2 separate regions of the Ovis aries genome follow, and region 1 is linked to region 2. A link is a contact called in public Hi-C data. All regions are on one chromosome and are shown on one strand. Each heading gives the region's core, a stretch centred on a gene start, on an enhancer-like site or on the middle of the called end of the contact. The rest is flanking DNA. Distances are from core to core; before and after follow the strand shown.

Region 1 (5,686 bases), core at 2,272-4,771, 110 kb before region 2:
GCTATGGTTTTTCCAGCAGTCATGTATGGATGTGAGAGTTGGACTATAAAGAAAGCTGAGCGCCAAAGAACTGATGCTTTTGAACTGTGGTGTTGGACAAGACTCTTGAGAGTCCCTTGGACTGCAAAGGGATCCAACCAGTCCATCCTAAAGGAGATCAGTCCTGAATATTCATTGGAAGGGCTGACGCTAAAGCTGAAACTCCAATACTTTGGCCACCAGATGCAAAGAACTGACTCATTTGAAAAGACTCTGATGCTGGGAAAGACTGAGGGCGGGAAGAGAAGGGACAACAGAGGATTAGATGGTTGGATGGCATCACCGGCTCAATGGACATGAGCTTGAGTAAACTCCAGGGGTTGGTGATGGACAGGGAGGCCTGGCGTGCTGCAGTTCATGGGGTCGCAAAGAGTTGGACCTGACTGAGCAACTGAACTGAACTGAAGCAGATAAAGATATTTACTATTAATATGATCTTGAAGGTCATACCTGCTAAATTTAAGAACACAATTTATTCTACAAGGATAAAGTAATTGTATAATATACAGCATGAACCTCCATAAGCTTTATTCAAAATGTAGCCCAAAGAATGCAAAACACTCTGGGAGTTTTTGCTCTTCAGAGCAACAAAAGACACAAATTTGAAGTGTCTTAATTTCCCATATCCAAACTACAAACTTATTTCTCTTTACACCTTAAAAACATCATTTACAGTGACTAATTCATCTTTAAATCAGGAGCATTTATATAAACTTTTTCTTAAATACATCCTCATAAAACCTAGTTATTATTAAAGAATCAAGAAAACCCACGAAAAGCCAAACAATGTAAATCTCTGAAGTCTTACTGCACACTTTTACAATCTTCCAGCTAGTGTTGAAGAGGTTACCCATCATCTACCTAATCTGCATTTATCTAAACAGTTTGATCACGAAGTCTTCTGGGGCTAGGCTGAGGTGGAGTCAAACCCTTCTCAGTTAGATGAATTACCATATTTCTGAATGATGATGCACTAGACCATAAATTTCTATTCAGGGCATTCCTGTCCTAGTAAAGTTTTATTATGTACAGGTTTCCACAACTGCAATGATTTCAAAATAGTTTCCAAAATTACATGAAGAAAAATGTTTAAAAACAGGAAAAATAATCCTTCATTAGATTCAACAGTGCAGTATTGGCTCTATTATTAAATAAAAGCAATTCACGTTCTCCTAAGGAAAAAAAAAGCAGATAAAATGTGAATTTATAACTCAATCTACATACATTAGTTCCTGCCTGCATTAGATCAACGACTGAATTACAACTTCAGGTATGGAAAGCACAAAGTTCAACTTTCACATTTTACAAAGAGAACTCGGAATAGTAGTTAACTGACTTTACCAAGGTCACACATTGTATACTAAGATTTCTGACTCCCCAAGCCCTGCCCAGAGCTACTTCCACTACTAAATACAACTCACTTTGAATGTATTAATTATACATTATTTTCTTCCCAACATCTAAAATAATAGTATTGGCTTAATATTTAATCTGTTTTCAAAAACAATTTTTCGTAAACTGGTTAAAGTATCTTGAAGACTCTCAATGGAAGACATTTCATGCCGCTGCACAAAAACTCAACCAAGCCTTTTGGCAAAAGAAATATGCTGATTCAATGCATCTAAATATCAGTTATAATATTCCAACATTTCTGTTTTCAGTTTCCACGATGGAGTTGATTTTGAACTGAAACTTCCTAAGAAGAAATGCACTTTTATTCACACTTTCAAGTTACACTCTGAATATTCCAAATAGCTAGGTACAGAAGTTGAAAGCAGTATCTAGCCATACTAAAACTATTTAGAGGAAGACAAAGTTCCTTTTTAAATGTCTTGCAACATTATCCTCTTTGTAAACTCTACATTCTACTGACCAGAATTTTTTACGTTAAAATGCAAACAAGAGCTGAAAGACTTCTGACTTCCAATCTGCCTCTTATAAAAGGTGAAAAACATTTTAATCTGATATTAGAACATATGTGCACAATTTCGAAAATTTCAGGTATAGTTTTTTTTTTTAATCAGAATGTGTTACAAGTTTAAAGAACACCTAAGTCATAAGGACAGCTTACGTGCCACCAAAAATGGCAAAAGAAACTTTTGCTTTGCTTCGCGTCCTTAAAGTTTCCATTCAACTGAAGTTGAGTTACCACTTGCTCCGGATGAAACGATTTTCACATTCCTTCTGCCTCTATTTAAGCTTTTTGATGCGAAAAACAAGAATCTCGGAACGTGTGTCTGATGCAGTTCTGACTTCAGTTTTATGGAACAAATTGGGAACAAACTGCCCAGGAAAAACTGAGATTTAAGATTCCTTTTACTTTAAAGTAGCGGTGTGCGAACACCTGCCAACACATTTTATTTTTAATCGAAGAGCCGAAAACTGTACTGAGCAATAACCATGAAACTGGGGAGCAAAGCATGCGCGCCAGGCCTAGCAGGAATAAAAAAATTTTAATTAAACCTTGAGGGGAACTGGGTTGTGAGCCCCACAGCGTGATCTGTCACTGAGCCGAGGCTCTCCTCAGCATCTAGGCTTAGAGATCCCTGGGCGGAACCGACGCCACCATCCTGCGATCTAGACCAGCGCGCGGATGCTGCAGGCTGGGGGCTAGGGGCTGAAGGGAACCGGTTGTCCGACGCCCGTCAACCGCCTGAGGAGTTAAACTAACAAAGGGCTACTCGCGCATCAGAGCCCCCCAGAGCGGAAGCAACGCCTCGCGCCGCCCCCCGCTCGCGACCCTCCCTAAGTTCAGGGCCGGCAGTGGACTCGCAGCGGGGCCTGCGGCCAGGCCGGGGCCGGACTCGCGTTCGGGATGCTGGAAACAGGTAGGACGAAGAATAAAAGCCCGAAAGAGAAGAGTCGGCGCTTCCCGACCCGGTCAGCGCCGCAAAACGGGAAAACGAGGAGGGAGAGAGGCCCCGAGGCCGAGTCCCAGCCGCGGAGCCCTGCTTCCCAGGGAGCCGCCAGACTCAGCTGACGGGGCGCCACGCTTTGTTACCGGCTGTGAGAAGCTCCGGCCGCCGCCGCCGCCATCGCCCCCGCCCCGGGACGTCGCTTCCCGGCGGTTTTCGCCTTCCTCGGCCGAGTAATCGATCTCCCCCTCCTCGGTCTTGAGGCGCTTGGCCTGGCTCTCGTAATCCCGGTCCTCCTCGTACGTCTCCCTGGGGGAGGATGAGGAGGAGGACATGGCGGCGGCCAGAGGGACCGGCCGGCAGGCCGGTGGGGGTAGCGGCGGGGCGCGGGCCTCGGACGCCGCCGGCCAGTACCCGTCACCGGCAGCGCCTCTCCAGCAAAGATCTGCGCGGACGAATCGTCCGCGGGGGCCCCGGGCCCAGGAGCCGGGTGGCTGCGGAGGGCTGGCGGGATGAGGAGGCGCCCCGGGAAAAGGCTCCGGAGCAGCCGCTCCCCTTTATCACGGGGCCGACATCCAGCCTCTCCCTCCTCCTGCGTCTCCGCTCCCAGCCCGGAGGAGCGAATCTAAGGATGGGGACGCGACCGTGGCTTCCGGTCTTCCCTCCTCCCCTAATCCGCTCCTCGCAGCCCAGGCCGAGCCTCCGCCCCCGCCTTCAAGGCAGCAGCCCGGGATCGAATCCAGCCGCAGCCCTCGGGAAGCGCCCCCCTCCCCAGTCCGGGCCTCGCTCCCTATTGGCAGAAGGAAAAGTCGACCAGGCTTCCAATTGGCTGTAAGGACTGTTCGTCAAAAGCTGCCCACGGACCGGCCTCGTCCCCCTACCCCCTCCCAAGCCCTTCTGAACTCGCGGCTGGCCTGCAAGTCCTGACCGCGTAACGCCCGCCGCGCGCTGCGCGGGAACCGTTGCTACTCCGCGGCCGTTAGCGCTATTGCGCCAGCCCTCGGGGAGGTGCGGAGTGAACCCCAGCGGACGAGGAGGCGTGCTGTGGGGCCAGAGCTGCGGGTGTTAACCACCCTCCCGCTAATTTAAATGCTTTTATTACTTCTCTTCAAAAGAGAACATTCCTGCCGATACACCTCACACAGCACTGAAACTACAGGGGGTGAAGAGAGAAAAGAGCTTAGAATCGTGAAAGTAGCCTTCTCCCCATGTTATGTTCAAATCTGATACAAGTGGGTGGACTCTCTCACCTCCCCTAATTAGATATTCCAGAACAGTCAACATTTCCTGAGGTGCAAGCCTGAGGAAGACGCTCCACTGGGGAGACTGTCCTTTTGATCAGTTAGCACTCCTGGGTCTTCTAGACCCTTCTTTCCTGAAGATACTGAGGACTTATTTCAAACTTCCATATAAAGTTTCATCCCAATCCTTTCCTTTCTGGGCGATCTATTTGTTTCATATTTCACATGATCATTTATTCTTTTGGGGAGATAAGAAAGCCTATCAAGAGTTGCCTGCCTTTTGGACCACACAGAGCTCATTTCCTCTGTGGAAACCTGAGGCATCCGCAAGCTTCTCATCTTGTAATAGGGCCCTTTATACCTACCTATTAGGATGTTCTGTTTTAAGGCCGAGAAGCGCTTGGAGACAGGCACTTGGCTCTTTTCATCTTTGCAAAGCCAGTTCCTGAACAGGCCCCTGTACAGAAGTTATGCTCTCAGCAAAACAGAATGAGCGGGCTTTGGGAAATAAAAGTCCAATGTCTTTCAGGAGAGGAAATGGCAAAGCTCAGGCAACCTAACTGCCTCTGTGACTTGAACCCTTGGAGGAGTGCCTAAGACCAAAATTCACTTGTTTCAGATGTCCTTGTCCCTCAGATGCTTTCCTAAATATGGCTCTTCCTTTCCTAATGGTGTGGATCATTTCCTGCCCCAGCCTATTCTCTCTCTTTCCAGTTATTTCCTCCCAAAGAAAGCCATTTTTATTTATTGCTGACAGTGCTTTCACCACAGTGTTTTGTACTTTATAATTTACACTGCTGTCATTTTAGGATCCAATTGCAAGTTTTTCACAACACAGTACAGCTAGACTCAAATTCGTGTGCGCCTGCAGGTGTACGCTGATCAAAAAACAATTGGAATTTATTTTTTTAATTACTACAATAAAATGAAAATAGACGTATCAAAGAGGAACCTCAGATAAAGAAACATTGACGAAGCACTGAGAACAATGAGCAGAGCCCAATGGCCTTGTACAAACTTTCCAAATATCTTGTGTGATAGTGAACATATTTAAGTTCTCTAAGCCTACATCCAACCTATGGATTCAGTTGACATTAGTCGCTCAGTCTTGTCTGACTCAACTCCTGGAGTTTACTCAAACTCATGTCCATTAGGTCGGTAATGCCATCCAACCATCTCATCCTCTGTTGTCCCCTTCTCCTCCTGCCTTCAATCTTTTCCAGCATCAGGGTCTTTTCAAAGTAGTCAGCTCTTCACATGAAGTGGCCAAAGTATTGGAGTTTCAGCTTCAACATCAGTCCTTCCCTATTCAGGACTGATTTCCTTTAGGATGGACTGGTTGAATCCCTTTGCAGTCCAAGGGACTCTCAAGTCTTCTCCAACACCACAGTTCAAAAGCATCAATTCTTTGGCACTCAGCTTTCGTTACAGTCCAACTCTCATATGCATACACGACTTCTGGAAAAACCATAGCCTTAACTAGATGGATCTTTGTTGGCAAAGTAATGTCTCTGCTTGGTTGGTCATAACTTTTCTTGCAAGGAGTAAGCG
Region 2 (5,651 bases), core at 37-2,536:
ACATTGTAAGTAGAGCCTGTGGGATGGCTCTGTCCTGGAGTGGCCATCTTTGAAAAATGCAGTATGCCACAAGCAGTCATGGGGAAAAGGCCAAGTTCCTATAAGAATCCCTCATTTGAGAGAAGAGGTATGAATCAAGACAGATGAGTTTCATAAAGGGTGACTTTTTCCTTTACTTCCAGAGAGCAGGCAATTATAGCTCTATCAGGAATGCAGATAGAGGAAGATTTCAGGCCTTGTGACAGAGATCTGGAATGTTAGAGAGTCCTGTTTCCACTGCTCAGGTCCACATTCTCTTGCAAGAATGAGGCAGCTGTAGCTGCTACAGTGACACCCCCATGAGCTCTCTTTGTTGAGCTGCTCTATAGACTCGACCTTATTCCTGGCTCACTGTCACTCCAACAACACTCTTGTCATAATTCTTAATTATTTTATTATCCGTATTGATGATACCATGACCTTTCAGCTTCTTGACATCCTCTTGCAATGATCTTGTCCTCCAAGCTTTGCAGCTACTCACTCCTATGGTCTGTGAGTCATATCCCCGACTTTGTCACTACCTCTTATCGCTGCCTTCTATTATCATAATGTGAGATGTCTGTTTCAGCTTCAATAATTCTTCAGTGCTACAAGAGCCTGTAGTCACTTGATCCTACCACCCTTTCACTGTTCCTCACCTCCTTCCCTACTGAGATCAAAAGTCCATTATTAGGGTCAGCCTTTTTCCTATGCTCTCAATGCCCATCCCCTCTCTTTGTGCACTTGTGTCCTCCTAACAAAGCCCAGCCCTGACTAGTCCTACCCCTCCATACTCTCTGTAGCTGCCACCATAAAGCTATTGTCTCACTCAGAATTCATGACAGCAACCTCAAGTGGGTCCTTAGTTGGGCTTGCAATCAGACTTTCCCTGAAATGGGGAAACAGAAGTACTGCCTCAGGCCACTCCCCTGTCCCAGAGCTATAATGCCATATCTTTGGGTCAGGGCCCAGCAGCTGCCAGGCATTGCTGCTCAGACCTTAGCACACATCCAACCTTATTCAGGATAGTAAGAAATCCTCATCAGAAAACAGCTTCTTGGGGACTTTCCTGGTGGTCCAGTGGTTAAGATTTCATGCTTCAAATGCAGGGGATGCAGGTTCAATCCCTGGTTGGGGCACTAAGATCCCATATGCCTTTGGAGTGTGGCCCAAAGAAAAAGAAAACAGCTTCTCTCTGCTGACACCATAGCCTTCTGGTGGCTTCAAAACCGAAGTCTGGTGATGTGACATCCTCTCTGAAGGCACCCTTTTCATTTCCGCTTCATTTTCTGTACACTCAGCGTTGCTGAGAGAGCTATTTTGACATCTCCTTCTACTCTTAGCACCAGAGCAGGAACTCACATATGCGGATAAACACAAATTGAAAGAACTGCACATTCATTTTCCAAATTCTTAGAAAAAGCAAGAGTATTTAGGGTTAAGGGTGGGGGGTGCTGCAGCCAAGTCCATCCAAGGGGAGGTGAAAAGTGCCTGTGTAGGGGGCCTGGAGACTCTGACACAATGGAGACGCGTCACCTCGGGCAAGTCCCTTTAGCTGTCTGGGTCCCAACCTCATCTGCAAAGCGAGGGGACTAGATGAGGTAATTCCTAAGGCTCTTTCTAAACCTTTCATTCTGACTTTGTCACAGGATGCTACAACATTCACAGTTGCCCCTGTGTTTTTGTCTGTTTACTTGATCCATTCATCAGGTTTTCAATCAAGTAAAGGCTCTGCTTAATGCTCAGAAGACACAAAAATCAGTAGGACACATACAGTCCCTGCTCTTTAGGGGCTCACATTCCCTATAGATATATAGCTTGGTATAATCCTAGAGTTATGCCGTAATGTGATGAATGTTTGGGGGAAAGTATGTTCAAAGGAGGATGAACAAAGTGAAAAAGCGGGTCATTTCTAGCTGTGGATGATATACGCCCTCACAGAGGAAACAGCATTGGAGAGCAAGCATGCTTAAATACCCTAGAGGACTTTGCCAGAATGGTGTGGGGGGCCAGAAAGCTCATTCCAGTTATAAGACAGAGTCCAAAGACATAGCGAATCTGGGAGACAAATACTAAAGTTTTCATATGCCTTACCACTAAGCACATGAGGGAGTGTGTCAGGGCATAACGCTGCGAAAGATTCTATTGGAACCTTCTCTTTTTCTTCCCATTTAGCAAAAATCTCACTTTAGGATTATCCCCATTGTCTAATTTTTGAGTCAGGACTTCTCTGCTGTTCTTGATTTCTTACCCCCTCTATGCTCTGCTTGTGTTATATATATGTATGTATTTCCTGAAATTTGGCCCATTTATTTATGCCATCTTCCTGAAAATGTTCAGGGATATCATTTATCAAATATTTCCATGTAACGTGGAGGGCAACAAATAACAGCAGCTTTGTTTTACAGAGAGAAAAGCTAAAGTGAACGCTGATTTGTAGACAGCACAATATCAGGTTAATAGACATGAAAGGTGACCTGGGGTGCTTCCTTCATGAAAATTCCATGACTTTCTTTTTTCTTTAAACTCAAGAACAGTAAATAATCTTGACTGACTCAGGCAATCACATTAGGACTATCTTAAAAGGGTTAGATTTTGAGTCAAATATGGCTTTAAGAAAGCACTAAATATTGTGAGCACCATTTAAAGTTAGGAAAGAAAGCAAAACATAAATGATCACTTGGAATATGTGTTGGTAAGATTGAAATCTTGTTGAACCCATGAAAACAGCTGCTTTTCCCCATTCTAACGGTTGTCTTTTTTAAAATTGGTACAGGAGGTGGTTGGTCACCCAGACTTCAGAGGACAGTAGTTACACCCCGTTGGGGTCACTACCACCCAGGATTTGACATTAGAGATCCGATAAGTTCAGCCCTTAGAACTGCTCAGGGTTTAGAGGACTTGACTGAACTCAGTGTGGATATTTGTAAAGTAAGCTCTTTACATTGTATCTCTAGCACCATCTACTGGGAAAAGAAGTGCCATTATTAGATTTACATTAGAAAGTGTCAGAAACCCGACTCAGGAAGCAGAGAAAAGGGGAGGAAGGAGTTCAGAAGATTCTAAGAAACAGAGATTTGAGTATATTATATTGAAGTTTCTTGTATATAGATGTAACCACTAAAACAAAAATAAAAGTTTCTAAATTATTCAGTTCAGTTCAGTTCAGTCGCTCAGTCGTGTCCGACTCTTTGCGACCCCATGAATTGCAGCACGCCAGGCCTCCCTGTCCATCACCAACTCCCGGAGTTCACTCAGATTCGTATCCATCGAGTCAGTGATGCCATCCAGCCATCTCATCCTCAGTCGCCCCCTTCTTCTCCTGCCCCCAGTCCCTCCCAGCATCAGTCTTTTCCAATGAGTCAACTCTTCGCATGAGGTGGCCAAAGTACTGGAGTTTCAGCTTTAGCATCATTCCTTCCAAAGAAATCCCAGGGTTGATCTCCTTCAGAATGGACTGGTTGGATCTCCTTGCAGTCCAAGGGACTCTCAAGAGTCTTCTCCAACACCACAGTTCAAAAGCATCAATTCTTCAGCGCTCAGCCTTCTTCACAGTCCAACTCTCACATCCATACATGACCACTGGAAAAACCATAGCCTTGACTAGACGGACCTTAGATGGCAAAGTAATGTCTCTGCTTTTGAATATGCTATCTAGGTTGCTCATAACTTTTCTTCCAAGGAGTAAGCATCTTTTAATCTCACAAACACAGACCATATTGTAAAAGTTTTTTTTTTTTTTTAAAGCAACTAGAGTTCATAAACACAGTGACAAAGAACACTTAGAATATACGTATGTCTTCTTAATGCATGCGTGCTAAGTTGCTTCAGTCATGTCCAACTCTTTGTGACTCTATGGACTGTAGCCCTACCAGGCTCCTCAGTCCACAGAATTCTCCAGGCAAGGATATTGGAGTGAGTTGCCATGCCCTCCTCCAGGGGATCTTATGTCCAATCCAAGTCGCTTATGTCTCTTACGTCTCCTGCATTGTCAGACAGGTTCTCTACCACCAGTGCCATCCGGGAAGTCCATGTCATCTTAATAAGCCGCTATTAAACAGTCTCACACAAAAAACCCCAACAGAATGCCATGTACAAACCAAGTGATTAACTTGGTTTGAAAGGTTAAAAATATGAGCACTCGAAAGCAAACCAAGCGAGTGAAAGCCCAAGGAGCAGAGGGTCTCAATCTGAATATCAGAAAAGACTGATTTCAGGACAGAAAGCCTTCGGTTACACAAAGGAAGACACTTGGAAATGATAAAGGGTGCAGTTCACGATGAAAGTTCACCCCAAAATGGCTGTATCTAAGACCATGAAGAAAACCTCTAGCACTTTCACAAAATACAATGCAGCCAATATTGACTTAGAAATGTTTGAACTCTTAATAATTCTTGGATCAAAAGAGAAGTCAAGGGACTTCACTCTTGGCCCAGTGGTTAGAGGACTCCACCCTTCCAATTCAAGAGCTGCGGGTTAGATCCCTGGTTAGGTAACTAAGATCCCACATGCTGAGTGGTATGGCCAAAAAAAAAAAACAAAAGGAAGTTAAAAAAAAAAAACCAAAAAACTTTTTTTAAAGGAAGCCAAACCCCAGAATTAGGGATATCAGAAAAATAATTATGTATAATGGAAATGTATACATAATATATAGGACTATATAGTAAATAAATAGTATAATATTATAATTATTGGTAATGAAACTGCCTACATGTGCTATAATTAAAGTAATACTCAGAAAATTTTAGCACTACTTATATGTTAATTACAACTTGTGAAATTAAATGAGTTAGGCATCTAATACAAGATATTTGAAAAAGAATTAAAAAATAAATCCAAGAGAACAAAAGAAAAATTAACAAAAATAAAAGAAACTATAATTTTGAAAAGAATCAGAAAAGGTAGTGCCTAAATCCAAGGGCCACTTCACTGAGGGGGAAAATAACCCAATAAAATAAATATAACAGTAGATAACCTATTCAGTCCACAGAATTACATATGAGCAGAAGCAAATAACCACAGACAGATGGAACTGAAAGGATCATAAATTATTTCTTTTCTCAACTCTCTGCAAATAAACATGAGAGTAATATAGATGAAATGGATAATTTTCTAGGAAAATATATAAATTTTCAATTGTGAGCCCCAAAAGAAATTTTAAATAGATTATCAGAGAAAAATGGAGAAAAATACGAGTGCAGTGGAGTTGTCCAATGAAATACGGGCATACATTTAGCAACAATCTCCGAGATAAATTGAGTGAAAAGGTCAAGGTGGAAACAGGCTGTGTTTTGTGGATATGCACCTAGATGCTTGGGTATTCTCGTAACATCTCTGGAAGTTGCGTGAGAAACAAGTGGCAGTGGTTGCTTCTGTTGAAAGAAGCTGGGTCTGTGGGGAACGAAAAGAGAGAACTTCTTTACACTACAGAGCATTACTTTGTACCTTTCACGTTTGCCATCTTTTAAACTGATTACATGTGTAAATATTACCTACTCAAGAATTTTTTTTTTGGAAAAGTAGAACCAAGACAAAGGAAATAAATGCTTTTAAAGGATGTTTTCAAGAATACTACTTAACTCTTCCTAAAGCTGACTCTGGTAAGAGAAAGATTCTCTTGGTTGAACATGGAC

The links. Hi-C and Micro-C count contacts between places; a contact is called where the count stands out from the background.
Region 1: a Hi-C map of omental adipose tissue shows a contact between it and region 2, with 2.5 times the contacts expected there. The contact joins the promoter of HNRNPLL here to the enhancer-like site in region 2. A contact is called at or near these places in 3 of 16 Hi-C or Micro-C datasets (blood, mixed tissues and omental adipose tissue).

The regions. Positions count from the first base shown.
Region 1 is chr3:85,557,977-85,563,662 of ARS-UI_Ramb_v3.0, reverse strand. It overlaps HNRNPLL (heterogeneous nuclear ribonucleoprotein L like), which reads right to left and starts at 3,521. Exons shown (of 14, transcript XM_060412256.1): 1 at 1-3,521.
Region 2 is chr3:85,447,541-85,453,191 of ARS-UI_Ramb_v3.0, reverse strand. The region is part of intron 4 of GALM (galactose mutarotase); the gene reads left to right. Among named protein-coding and RNA genes, the nearest start is that of SRSF7, 25 kb to the right of the region's middle. Within about 2 kb of position 1,286, at least 8 of the 54 cell types and tissues checked have an H3K27ac peak or open chromatin away from gene starts, as enhancers often do.